2 separate regions of the Callithrix jacchus genome follow, and region 2 is linked to region 1. Evidence: chromatin contacts called from public Hi-C data. All regions are on one chromosome and are shown on one strand. The core of a region is the stretch at or near the end of the contact, and the rest is flanking DNA. Distances in the headings are between cores, read along the strand shown.

Region 1 (7,185 bases), core at 2,257-4,756:
TAAACCTCTAAGTGTACCTGTGAGCTGATGTCTCCTGGCTCTCTTCTCCTCCCTCTTTTCTCAGCCTGCTCCAGCCCCTGTGACATTATTGGGGCAGTTGAACTGGGTTCTTCGCATTGCTCACTGCCATGTCATTCTTTGTTTTGCAGATGCTGTGGAAAACAGATACTCTGTAAGTATATATTTCATATACATTATACTTAAAAATACTCCACTGAATGGTGAAATATTTCCAGACTCACCCAGGTCCCGCATTCCCACAAATTCTTCCCCTCTCCCTAGTCTGTTTCAGACCAGGAGCCCTGGGCTTCTCTGACTAGCCTAGACCAGTTCTGATTTCGAATATTCTCTTCTGCAATTTCTATCATTACATCTCAGCCCGCATGTGAAGGGATTGGGAATCTAGGATGCTTAGCTCCAAACAAGCAAAGCACACATTTCTTTTAACTCCAGGGTCTAGACTCTGGAAGTGAGGCTGATCTGGGGCTTACGCTTGGAGGAGTGGAGCATCTGATAGCTCATTGCAATTTCAGTGATAGCAATTAACCCCCTACACACCAGGCCATCAGCTGCAGGAGACACCCAAGGTTTTTGACCTCAGGAGTTCACCTTGTGATGAGGGAATCAGACATGTGATCACTTATCATAAAGCAAAGCAAGCTATGGCAGAGCCTATGAGAACACAGAAGATAAACCTGGCTAGTGGCCTCTTCCCCAAGGAATCATTTGGATGGGCCGTGAAGAATGAATGGAATGACGGCAGCATCAAGGTAGAAAGATCAGCAGGAATGCAGGGGTGAGAGATGACCAGTTTCAAGCAGCGTGGGATGGGAGAAGAGTGGGACAGTGACAAGTGATGAGAGAAAGATAAGTCAGGGCTTAAATCCAAAGGACTTACATGCCTTGTCTTGTTAAGAAGTTTCATTCTATAGGAAATAGAGTTAGGAAGCTGCTATTTGGCAAATGCGAGGGCTTATGAAAGACACAGAGGCCCGCATTCAAATTTTGCCAAGACCTGCTTTCTACTCCTAACCTTTTTGTGAGCTACCCCGCAATGCAGGAGTTAACTGGGCAGCTAATATCTTAAGAAATAAGGCATTTGCCGCATAAACTTCTTTTAGGCCTGGGAAGAACTTTCAGCAAGTTTTCTTTAGCTCTTCCAGTGGGCCCCTGGCTTCCTTTGTTTTGCCCACGTCTGGACTCTTGTAAAGCAGAGCCCATTATGCCGTTGACAGACAGGAAGCCACGATGTTTTTTTTTATGGAAGCAAGCTGTGTGTTTAAGGAAAAGAGGAATGGCATGACTTTTTTTTTTTTTTCTAGCCAAAACCCACTCTGACTCCTGAAATCAGAGACTATTGCGTCAGCAGGACAAGGATCCCAATTTACAGATGAGGACACTGAGGCCTCCATTGATAGAACAGCATGTCTGGGCTCACCCAGATGGTTAATAGAATGAGGAATAGAGCCGAGACCTCTATACTCTGTGGCCAGTCCTCCGTCATGGCAGAGACTCCCTCCAAGATGTGAAGTTGCTGTCCCAGCAATAATGGCTCTGAAAGAGTAGAAAATGAGGTCTTTGCTCCCTGAACACTGCAGGTCTCAGATGTGTTCTCCTCCAGCGATAAACAGGGCTGGGTCCACCCAAAACACCCTGTAGGACCAACTTATTTACTTTGTCTTAGATCCAAAGGGTCTCTCTGGACAAAGGCTCTGAGCTCCAGGCCAGACAGAACTTTTCCCAGAAGCTGGCCCTTGGGCATCAAAGTCTGTTCCTGGATGCTCCTGAGAGCTCACTCATGGCTGGTCCTGTCCCCCCAGAAAAAGTCATTTGGTGGGAGCTGGGAGCACAGGAGTTCCAGCCATTGGGAAAGGAATTTTGGAACCTTTAAGCAAATGGGTTTTGTTTATAAAAGAAGCAGGTATAGTTTCCCTATAATCAGCTGGTGTGGGTCAGGAGAAAATTAATTGAATTGCCCATCGGGGAAATGGGAGGAGATTTCCTTCCTGAAATCAAACCTGGCGATCATTCCCAGTTGTTTAATGGCCATTGCCTCTGAAAACATTGGAGGAAATATCTTAACAATGAGATAGCCACTTAGCCAAAGACTAATTTGGTATTGTTTGACTTGCTTCAATGGCACATTCTGACTTCATTTTTCCTCTGCCATTTTTACCTTGTTTATAAATTGTGTGTGTGGCTGAGGCAGACAGATAGTGTGGAAGAGAACACCCTGTACTTAAATGAAAGGGGTGAATCTGGACCTGCGAGAGTCTTGGCATCTTGGAGAGAACCCTGCCTTCTTACAGAAAGAAAGGCAATTGCCAGCTATAGCTTGCCTCCCTCCTTCCTGGAGGCCAGCAGGCAGCTGGACTACAGTGGAAACTGCCCAGGTGCTAGGATCAGGAGACGGAAGGGGAGCTCCAGCTTTCCAGCTGCCTTTTAGGTGATCCTGTCTCCTCAGGCTAAAGCTTCCTTATCTATAAAGTGGAGATGGTGGTGGTGATGATGATGATGATAAGAGCAACCCATTAGGATTTTCTTAAGGATGAAATAAGCAACTACAACCACCATACAAAAGCTGGTTGATTTCAAGCTCTTTTCTTTTCTTTTTCTTTTTTTTTTTGAGACAGAGTCTTGCTCTGTCGCCAGGTGCCAGGCTGGAGTGCAGCAGCGCAGTCTTGCTCACTGCAACCTCCACCTCCCGGGTTCAAGCAATTCTCCTGCCTCAGCCTCCTGAGTAGCTGGGACTACAGGCCTGTGCCACATGCCCAGCTAATTTTTGTATTTTTTAGCAGAGACAGGGTTTCACAATGTTGGCCAGGATGGTTTCAATCTCTTGACCTTGTGATCTGCCTGCCTCGGCCTCCCAAAGTGCTGGGATTACAGGCGTGAGCCACCGTGCCCAGCTCAAGCTCTTCATCACTTGGGCAATAGTAGGTGTGGATGGGAGACTTGACTTTATTTGGTCCTGAAATGACCCTGCCACATATGGAGAATGTAGCAGTTGCTTACCCAAAACATAGGCTTCAACCAAGGCCAGGCTTTGACTTAGGAACTGGTGACCCATGTTCATACTTGACTTCTGCTTCTTAGCCGTGTCACCATAGGCAGATTTCGTGGCCTCTCGGGACCTCTGCCTCCTCATCTGTAAACTGGGAATCATAAACTCCCTCATCTGGTTATTGCAAGGGTTGAATAAGCACCTAGCACAGACCTGGTCTATTGCCCATAGGAGCACTTTCTAGAAGGAGGAACTAGAGATCCCAGAGTGTATTGAAATCAAAATGACCTTTGAGGGAGTTTACACCATATTCTGGGTACAAGGCAGGGCAATTTCACAACTACACTTAGGTGGCTGATGGCTAGCTTCTGATTTAAGCACAGCAAGCCCAGGCTTTGGATGTGGGGCATTAACCTTTACTTCAAAACCCCTGAGGCCCTATTGACTGTGGCCCAGCCCTTCCTGTCTGTGACTTTGGTTCTACAACGGTGCCTCAAGCATTGGCTGCCCCCACAGAGGGAGAGAGGAGGTATCTGGGGAGGGACTTGGTGTGGGGCTTGTAGAAAGGCTGGACACCAGAATCACGCCTCCTCCGTCCAGGCAGAGCAGAGGAAATGGGGCAGGGTGACCGCCAGTGCTGGCAGCCCTCCAGTCTCTGGGGCCAGCCACAGCTTGCTTGGCCGACTTGCATGGGGCTCTCCTGGCAGAGGAGGAGCCAGAGCCTTGGACTTCTAGTTGGGCACCTCGGCCCTGCATCCTGTTCTCCAAAGGTCCTCACACCCAGCAGGGCTGGAACAAATGGAGACACTATCCCAGCTCACCCTCAGGAAGCCAACCAGGCTGGCTGTGGAGATCCCAAGACCCTGGGTCATCCTACATCTCCTGCTCCTGCCTTGCCGAGGTCCACCTGCAGCCAAGTGTCCTGTGCAAGTGGAGGGTCCAGAAGAGTAGACTTAAGTGCTGCCTGTTCTTCGGGGCCCACTGTTGCCCAGGGGCCTCCTCTACTCTGGGATCTCCCAGCATGCCCTGCTCTTCTGTCCTGCAAGGGCTCCTTCCATTTGTCAAAATCTGATCTTCAGGCTGACTCCAGAGTTGCTTCTGTGAATCCGCCGCTGCCCAGCCCAGAGCCCTCTCACCGCCTCTGAACCCCTTCTGCAGTTAATTTTAAGACCCCTTACACCTTCTCCTTCATAGTGGTGCTGTTTATCAGTAATTGATACAATGTAAAATTGTTGGGGACAGGTTCTTGCAGCTCCAGCGTAGAGAACAGTATATGCGTCAGATAAGGGTCCAGGCACTGATAGGTGGATAGGTGACACAAATAGCATTTGATGCTGTCAAAGGGCACTACAGGATGGCAGAAGGAATCCAGGAATCCTTTTGTGGGGGTTTTTTTTTTTTGAGACAAAGTCTCACTCTGTCACCTAGGCTGGAGTGACAGCTCACTGCAACCTCCATCTCCCAGGCTCAAATGAACCTCCCACCTCAGCCTCTTAGTAACTGGGACCACAGGTGCACACCACCACGCACGCCTCATTTTTTGCATTTTTGGTAGAGATGGGGTTTCCCATGTCACCCAGGCTGCTCTGGATCTCCTAAGCTCAGGGGATGCACCCACCTTGGCCTCCCAAAGTGTTGAAATTATAGGCGTGCGCTACCACACCCAGCCAGGAATTCTTTTTTTAATCATCATGAAATATATATAATATTAAATTTAGCACTTCCAAGTGTATACTTAACCATTTTAAGTGTATAATTCTGTTGCATTAGGTCCAGTCACATTGCTGTGCAACCATCACCACTATCCATCTCCAGAGCTTTTTTTTTCTAAGTGAAAGCAAGTTTATTAGGGAGGTAAAGAAACAAAAGAATGGCTGCTCCATAGGCAGAGCAGCCACTGAAACACTGTCCTCATTAAACACCAACTCCCCACTGCCCCTCCACCAACCCCTGGCAACCACTGTCTACTTTCTGTCTCTATGAATTTACCATTCTAGGTACATCACATATGTAGAATCATATATTTTTCCTTTCCTGTCTGCCTTATTTCATTTAGCATAATGTTTTCAAGGTTTTTCTATGTTGAAATATATCAGAATTTCATTCTCTTTTTAAGGTAGGATCATATCTTTTTTTTTTTTTTTTTTTGAAATGGAGTCTCGCTCTGTCGTCAGGCTGGAGTGCAGTGGCGTGACCTCCGCTCACTACAACCTCCACCTCTTGGGTTCAAGCAATTCTCCTGCCTCAGCCTCCCAGGATCATATCAATTTTAAAACATTTAAGTTGGACCATTTAAGTTCAATCCTTCATTTAAGAAAAAAAAAAAAAACGGCATCAAAAGGGTACATCTTATGTTAGTTAGAGGCAGAACTGGGGCTAGAAGCCGAATCTCTTATATTTCCTTTCTTCTGTGGGTAAGTGGGGCACCCACGGGACACTGTGCTGGGTACACATGGGTTTTGAAGAAGTTACTTGGTGCATAGACTCTTGAAAACATGATGAAAGCTGTGTGTTCCTTTCCTCAACACACACACACACACACACACACACAAAGTTGTATCACAAAAACGTCATACAATTTCCAAAGTTTCAGAGTGGTGGGCTCAGATCGAAGTCAAAGGATCAGATAACCTCTAACGACTTTCACGTCTCTGTTGATGGTCTGGGGACAGTCGGAGCCCCTGTGTCCAGGGAGTTCCTTAGTCCCTTGCCACCACCAGAGAAGGGCCATTGCCACAGGAGCTGCAAGGACCTCGTTCCTACTGATGGTGCCTTACTTATGCAGCATGACTGAAATTTTCATTTTGTTTTGTCGAGACAGGGACTTGCTCTGTCGCCCAGGCTGGAGTGCGGTGGCGCAACCAAGGCTCACCACAGCCTCAGACTCCTGGGCTCAAGCGATTCTCCCACCTCAGCCTCCTGAGAAGCTGGGATCACAGGCATGTGCCGCCGTACCTGACTAATTTTTAAATTTTTTTGCAGAGGTGAGGTTTCACCATGGTGCCCAGGCTGGTCTGGAACTCCTGGGCTCAGGCGATCCTCCCTCCTTGGCCTCGCAAAGTGAACATGATGTGCAACGTGTATGCAGGGACAGAGACTATAGTCCCTACAGAGCAGGCGTAGAGAGAAGGAGAAATGCCTCTAGGCAGGAGCTGTCCCCCTGCAGGGTTGGGGACCAGTGGGCAATAGCCCTGCTTTGCGTTTTCTTTGAGAAATGCTGTCTGTCAGGTTGCATTTCTCTCCACCAGGGCACTCTTCAGTCTTGAGAGTTGTGATCATAACTTGCCTTGTTTCTTGTCACTACAGAGAACGGAAGGCTCCCTTGATGGAACTTAGACAGTGAGGACAGATGTACATCCCTGGAAGGACATCCATGTTCCGAGAAGAGCAGATGATCCCTGAATTTCAAGAGCTCTGTGCACTTATTTATGGACCTGCCCTGCTCCCACAGAACACAGCGATTCCTCAGGCTAAGCCGCCGGTTCTTAAATCCATCCTACTGAGTTAATGTTGGGTAGAAAGAGATCCAGAGGGGCGGTTGAATTTCCCACACATCTTCCTTCCACCAAGTGGGAGCATCCTTGGCAATTGGAAGAGCAGGAGAGGAGATCCAGGGCAAACAGGCCACTGGGATATTCTGAAACTTGAATATTTTGTCTTGTGCAGAGATAAAGACCTTTTCCATGCACCCTCATACACGGAAACCAGTTTTCTGTTTTGTAGCCAATCACTTCTAGCACATGGCCTGGTTAGAGGCTAGGTTTTTTTTTTGTCTTTTTCTTTGTTCCTTCAAAGGCTTGTAGTTTTGGGTAGTCCTTGTTCTTTGGAAATACACAGCGCTGACCAAACAGCCTCCCCGTGTCCCCTCTAAAACGTTACTCTCCACAAATGGGAAAACCAAGCTACTTGGGAGCACCTCCTTTGAAATACCAACCTGAAGATGGGTTCATTCGGGCAATACAGCAAATGGAAAATGAAGGTGGAACAAGCACAGATGTTCTTAAACTTTTTTCTACCCCCTTTTCCTTTTCCTCTACCATGCTGGAGGCTGAAAGACAGGATGATGGTGCCTACAGCAAATATTATTCTTAATTGAAAAAGTAAAATGTGTATGTTTCTTACTAATTTTTTAAGATTGATTCCTTGCTAGGGCAGGCCAGGTGGCTCACGCCTGTAATCCC
Region 2 (7,185 bases), core at 1,405-3,904, 76 kb before region 1:
ATTAATTCAGGGTCTCTTAGTTAGGCTTGCACATAAAATACAGGATATCCAGTTAAATGTGAATTCCCAGGCTGGGCACGGAGGCTCATGCCTATAACACCAGCACTTTGGGAGGCCTAGGCAGGCAGATCACTTGATATGAGGAGTTTGAGACCAGCCTGGCCAACATGGTGAAACCCCATCTCTACTAAAAATACAAAAATGATTGCGCCACTGTACTCCAGCCTGGGTGACACAGCGAGACTCTGTCTGAAAAAAAGAAAAAAAATTAGCTGAGTGTGTTTCACGCCTCTGTAATTCCAACTACTTGGGAGACCAAGGCAGGAGAACCGCTTGAACCAGGGAGGCAGAGGCTGCAGTAAGCCGAGATCATGCCACTGCACTCCAGCCTGGGCGACAGAGAGCGACTCTGCCTCAAAATAAAAAAAACAAAAACGTGAATTTCGGGTAAACAGCAAATGCTTTCTTAGTGTAAGTATATCCCATGCAATGTGCAAGGATGTCCCATCTGAGACATACTCATATTAAAAATAGTATTTGTTGCCTATCTGAACCTTAACTGAACATCCTGTACTTTTATTGATAAATTCAGGAACCTACAATTTGTGAATACAGAGTTGTACAACCATCACCACAATCCAGCAAGCACATTCTTCACCCTCGAAAGTTCCCTCTTGCCCATTGGCCATCATTCTCTTATCCCTCCCCAAGCCTAGGCAACCCCTGGTCTGTATCCTGTCTCTATAGATTTGAAGACGACCATATTTTTAAGTGGAGAGATTTGGCTGTTACATAACTGTACTTAAAATCCAAGTATTTGCATGAAGAGTTTCATTTCTTCAAGCGAAACCGCGGAGGAGAGTGGCTTGCCAACTTGGGGTTTGTCTTTTGCTGTCTGAGTGGCCCCTGGGATGCAGGTGTGTCCATCATTTAAATCTGTTGGTGTTTTCAGACCACATGGGTAACCTCTGTTGTGGCCAGGCTGAGAGCCTCTTCACCTGTCACTGAGCGTGGGGACTCCTTCCAGGACTGGGCAGGGTAGGAAGTCGGGAAAGGAGGTCAAACCATCAGAGGGGCCATTCAAGAATGCTTTGGGCTTCCTTGACAAAATGCTCGTCCTTCGTTACCTGGGGCCAGTCCTGGAATTACTTAACTAAATTAAATATTATGAATTAAGGTGCCTAGCACCGAGACTGGTGCCTAAACGGTAACTGGAAAATAGTCTCCCATGAACCCAGAGTGACCTTTGCTCCACACCCAGTTGGGCCTAAGCCTGGAGATCTAGAGATATCCATGAAGGATGGCTCCTGCTTTAAGAACTTAATTCTTCAGTGATTAATGTTTCTAGAGCACTAGCCACAGGCAGGCATTTTCTTTTTTTTTTTTTTTTCTGAGACGGAGTTTTGCTTTTGTTGCCCAGGCTGGAGTGCAATGGCACGATCTCGGCTCACCGCAACCTTTGCCTGCTGGGTTCAAGCGATTTTCCTGCCTCAGTCTCTCAAGCAGCTGGGATTACAGGCATGCATCACCATGCCCAGCTAATTTTTTATTTTTAGTAGAGATGGGGTTTCTCCATGTTGGTCAGGCTGGTCTCAAACTCCGGAACTCAGGTGATGTGCCCAGGCAAGCATTTTCTAGATGCTTTACATTTGTTAATGTCCAATCCTCATGGACATAGTGTGAAGCAGATTCTATCATTCTCTATATCTTGCCTATGAGAAATCAAGGCTCAGAGAGGTTAAACAGTCCCCTGAGGTCACACAACTAGTCTGGGCCTAGAAGAGACTTTTCTCCTACTATTACTCTGTGTTGCTTCACAATATGGTGTACGTTCTGTGGGAGCCCAGAAAGCAAGGCATCTGAGCTACTGGGAAAAAGGGATGAGACAAGTCCCCTGAGGAGTTAGCTGACCAAGGAAGCAGGGAACAGCACTTCAAGCAGAGGGAACAGTACATGCAAAGGTTATAGGCAAGAGACCGTGACCTGCATAAGGAGAGGCTGGGCTAGGCGTGGTGGCTCACGCCTGTAATCCCAGCACTTTGAGAGGCTGAGGCAAGCAGATCACAAGATCAGGAGTTCGAGACCAGCCTGACCAACATGGTAAAACCCTGTCTCTACTAAAAATACAAAAATTAGCCAGGTGGTGTGTGCCTGTAATCCCAACTACTCAGGAGGCTGAGGCAGGAGAATCGCTTGAACCCAGAAGGTGGAGGCTGCAGTGAGCCGAAATCGTGTCACTGCACTCCAACCTCAGTGACAGAGCAAAACTCCATCTCAAAAAAAAAAAAAAATCAAGCAATGCATTAAAAGTATGGAGATGAAATAAGCATTATTAACATTAGGTGACCACATTCTCAACATTCTATGCAAAACAAACAAACAAAAGTGGCTGATGAGCCTTGGGATAAGTGACATTCCAGAGCATTTCAAAAAAAACTGCTTTCTTTGGAAAAAATAGTGTGATTTTGGCAAGAGAAAGAATCTCAAAAGAGAGCTCTGGGGCCTTCAAGGGGCAATTGTTAACGAGGTGAATTGCGTCTGGTGCATCTCTCTCCCTCACAAGGCCTGTTTGTTCTGTGCTAAAAGGGCTAGCAGCACCCGTGCTGTGGGGTGGAGGGCAGAATATAAGAGAATGGAATGGAATACTGTAGCTGGCAGGCGCTGAGAGCTTCACAGCCCTGGGCCCCCGCTGCATCCGCTCAGGCACCCACGCTTTACTGACACCTTGAAAAGGAGCTGGGAATTTGTTTTCAATTTGGCAGAGCCCCTTCCTCTACCTGCAGTCTTCCTCTACCTGCGGTTCTGGAGACTCAGCCTGGAGAGGTGCCAGGCCGCTAACCGACTGCGGCGTTGGGGATGTGTTTTCAGGGCCCGGGGAAGGGGGAAGTCCTATTGCCGCTCCCTCCGGGCCCCCTTCCTGGTGATTTATCGCTATGGAAACCGAGCTCCTTTCCTCTTCGCGCTGCCGGCTGCTGGGAGTGCACATTGTTGATGCTGTTGCCGTTCAGATCAGAAGTTCCTTCCTCTTTCCTGCTGCAGAAATGCCACAGTAACCTACGTGGCCCAAGAACTGCCGCTCACACCTGAAGAGCCCAGGCTTGGGAAAAACAATCTCATCGGATTCCCCAGGGGTCATGGGGGCCTTCTGGGTAAGCAAAGCCGGCCTCAGAACAATGTCGGGGAGAACAATGCGGCGGTGGCTGAGCTGGTGGCCCTGCAGTTCCTCTCCCTTCAGCTTCCCTAGCTGCGGGTTAAACATGGGTTTACAGGCCGGGTGCAGTGGCTGATGCCTGTAATCCCAGAACTTTGGGGGCTGAGCCTGGTGGATCACCTGAGGTCGGGAGTTCCAGAACAGCCTTACCAACATGGAGAAACCCCGCCTATTAAAAATACAAAAATTAGCTGGGCTTGGTGGTGCATGCCTGTAGCCCCAGCTACTCTGGAGGCTGAGGCAAGAGAATAGCTTAAACCCGGGAGTCGGAGGTTGCGGTGAGCCAAGATCGTGCCATGGCACTGCAGCCTGGGTGACAAAAGTGAAACTCCATCTCAAAAAAAAAAAAGGTTTTACAGGCAATCACAGGTAGCATTGCATTAGGCAGCAGAAAACGGAAACTCAGAGTCCCTTAGTGTGAACAAAGTCTCCTGTGACAGCCCACTTGCTGCAGGTGCTCACCCATTGCGCATGCCCACCCATGACATATACCCATCCACTGCATATGCCCACCCATTTAATATGCCTGCCCATTACACATGCCTGTCCTCTGCATATACCCACTCACTGCAGATGCCCACCCATAGATATGTTCACTCACTTATCTACTCACTGCATATACCCACTCACTGCATATGCTCTCCCATCACATATGCTCATTCACTGCTCAAGCCTGGTGAGGCTCTACTGGACTTTTGAGAGCTGGCTCTACTGGACTTGGTCTGGCCCTCAGTAACCATTCCTTAGAGGCCAGTGCCTGGATTAGAGCACCCTGAGCATAGCATCACATATACCTGAGCCAGGGCCTAGACTCAAGGACATAGGGCAAGGGGGGATTCCAGGGACAACAAAGGAAGCTCTCTGGCCAGGAAGTCCTGAGACTCTGCCAGGCCCAGCAGCCCCCTTGCTGGCCACACAGATAAGATACGGCTAATCTCAGGGCCTCAGGGTCATTCTCTGTATGTTGACCTAAGGAATTCTTCTGTAGGTCTCATCTTATGGGGGATGGAAGAGAGGAAGCTAAGAGCACCTCCTACTTGCCCATCTGTCTCTTAGAGGGGTTCATCTAAGAGTAGTTTTCTGGGGAAACTGGCCTTAAAATGACCTGGGAGAATAACATTTCATTTAGGAACTGAGGCTTGTCAATGCATCTCATAATAATGTACAGAAATTCCCTTTACCTCCCTGAATATCCAAGATCTTTTTTTTTTAAATAGAAATGGGGTTTCTCCATGTTGGTCAGGCTGGTCTCGAACTCCCAACCTCAGGTGATCTGCCCACCTCGGCCTCCCAAAGTGCTGGGATTACAGGCTTGAGATACGGTGCCCGGCCCCAAGATCTTTTCTAGGTGCAAAATGTTCCTGTTTGTTTTCCATTTAGAATTTCCCCTTATTTGGAGTATGTTTCCTCCCTCTTATCCTCAGAAAATTTCCAAGTTCCTTCCACATTCTAAATAACATGGAAACGTTCTTTAGAATTAGAGCAATGTGAAAGTCTATGGTTTTGTTTTTGCGGGTTTTTTTTTTTTGAGACTGAGTCTTGCTCTATCACTCAGGCTGGAGTGCAGTGGCACGATCTTGGCTCACTGCAATCTCCATCTCCCGCATTCAAGCAATGCTCCTGCCTCAGCCTCCTGAGTAGCTGGGACCACTGGCGTGTGCCATCACGCCCAGCTAATTTTTGTATTTTTAGTAGAGCCAGGGTTTCACCATGTTGGCCAGGCTGGTCTCAAACTCCTGACCTCAAGTGATCCGCCTGCCTCAGCCTCCCAAAGTGGTGGGATTACAGGTGTGAGCCATAGCACCCAGCCCCAATTTTAAAATATAAATATTTTTATTGAGATAATAGTAAATTTGCATGCATTTATAGTAAATAATACAGAGATATGTACCAATTTCCCAATGGTAACATTTTGCAAAACTACAGTATACCATCACAACCAAATTTTCTGGCTTTTGTTTATTCATTTGTTTTGTTTTTGAGACCAGGTCTCACTCTGTCACTCTGGACGGGGTGCTATGGCCCAATCATGGCTCACTGTAGCCTCCACCTCTGGCTCAAGCAATCCTCCCACCTCAGCCTCCCAAGTAGCTGGGACCACAGGCATGTACCCCATGCCTGGCTAATTTAAAAAAATGTTACGTAGAGATGGGGTCTCACTATGTGTCCCAGGAGGGTCTTGAACTCCTCGGCTCAACTGATCCTCCCGCCTCAGCCTCCCAAAAGTGCTGGGATTACAGGCATAAGCCATAGCACTGACTGCAACTGGTCCATTTTTAAAAAGCCCTAATTAAAGCACGTCCTTGACATTTGGGAGGTATCCATCCGCAGGCCCAGATGTGTGCTCACTTTCTCAGTAGTAGGAATGTTTACACAGGCTCCTGACTTGGTCCAAAATCACATGAATCTCATTTCTGTCTAGAAGCACCATTTCCTGTGCATATTCTCATACCCCAACTTGGCTGCCTTTTTGATTTTTATATATCTATTTATTTCAATTTTGTTTAATCAGGTAACGAAGCTGTAAAGAAACAGGAAACATGAAGACAGTTGTATAGAGCAAGGTGAAGGATTACATCCTTGAATAACCTTGGTGAACACATATGTCACATTCACTGTATTTCAACTGTTTCAGACTTTGATCTAAACCAAAGGTTTTTCTATTGTGGAGCATTTCAATAAGTCTTGAAATGTTTTTCTTTCTTTTCTTTTTTTTTTTTGGGTCTCACTCACTCTGTCACCCAGGCTTGAGTGCAGTGGCGTGATCTCGGCTCACCTCTGCCTTCTGGGTTTAAGCAATTCTCCTGCCCCAGCCTCCTGAGTAGCTGGGCTTACAGGCACGCATCACCATGCTCAGCTAATTTTTTGTATTTTTGGTAGCAATGGGTTTTCACATGTTAGCCAAACTGGTCTCTAACTCCTGACCTCAGGTGGTCCACCTGCCTTAGCCCTTAAAGTGGCTGGGCACTTTACAGGTGTGAGCCATCACACTCAGCCCTGAAATGTAGAAAGGCACCGTGTGAGGAGTTAAGGGCTCAGGGCTGAAGGCAGGCAGCCAGCATCACCACTTCAGCCGGGGTGGGATTGTGGACAAGAGTACTAACCTCTCTGAGAATCTTGTTTCTGTCTTGTAAAATGAGGGTAATAACAGTATCTGACTCATAGGATTAAAGGAAACGTGAGAAGTATCTAAGCACTCAATAAATGTTAGCTATTATTGTTTAAACAAAAGCTCCATAGTGGAATCTTATGTTATAATTTTTAGAAGTAAGATCATAGCTGTCACACCAATATAATGTAAACATTTGCCAGAGGAGCACGGTGGCTCACGCCTGGAATCCCAGCACTTTGGGAGGCCAAGACAGGCAGATCACCTGAGGTCGGGAGTTTGAGGCCAGTCTGACCACCATGGGGAAATCCTATCTCTACTACAAAATACAAAATTAGCTGGGTGTGGTGGCACATGCTTGTCACTCTGTCACCCAGGCTGGAGTGCAGTGGCTACTCAGGAGGCAGGAGCATTGCTTGAACCCAGCAGGAGGAGGTTGCGGTGAGCTGAGATCACGCCATTGTACTCTAGCCTGGGCAATAAGAGCAAAACTCTGTCTCAAAAAAAAAGTGGCCTTTCATGTGTGGCTCTTCTCCTTACCGTATCCTAAAGGTTCATCCATAGTGTAGCACGTATCAGTATTTCATTCCTTTTGTTGTTTAGAGATAGTCTCACACCGTGACCTGGGGCAGAGTGCAGTGGTACAATCCCAGCTCATTGTAGCCTCAAAGTCCTGAGCTCAAATAATCCTCCCATCTCAGCCTCCAGAGTAGCTGGAACTACAGGGGCACACCACCACACCAGGCTAAATTTTTAAACAAATTTTGAGGGAAGTTGGTGCAAGGTGAAAAAAAAATTTGTTTTTTGGTAGAGCCAGGGTCTCGCTGTGTTGCCCAGGCTGGTCTCAAACTCTGGTTTACGCAAT

What was found. A called contact is a pair of places that touch in the nucleus more often than the background predicts.
Region 2: a contact with region 1 is called in a Hi-C map of induced pluripotent stem cells, with 2.4 times the contacts expected there. The contact joins the promoter of PECAM1 here to the enhancer-like site in region 1. A contact is called at or near these places in 2 of 3 Hi-C or Micro-C datasets (induced pluripotent stem cells and skeletal muscle).

The regions. Positions count from the first base shown.
Region 1 is chr5:89,582,757-89,589,941 of calJac240_pri, reverse strand. PECAM1 (platelet and endothelial cell adhesion molecule 1) reads left to right here. Exons shown (of 17, transcript XM_078373548.1): 16 at 65-172; 17 at 6,311-7,185. The coding sequence ends at 6,312. Among named protein-coding and RNA genes, the nearest start is that of TEX2, 63 kb to the right of the region's middle. Within about 2 kb of position 3,506, at least 5 of the 16 cell types and tissues checked have an H3K27ac peak or open chromatin away from gene starts, as enhancers often do.
Region 2 is chr5:89,657,743-89,664,927 of calJac240_pri, reverse strand. PECAM1 (platelet and endothelial cell adhesion molecule 1) reads left to right here and starts at 2,654. Exons shown (of 17, transcript XM_078373548.1): 1 at 2,654-3,149.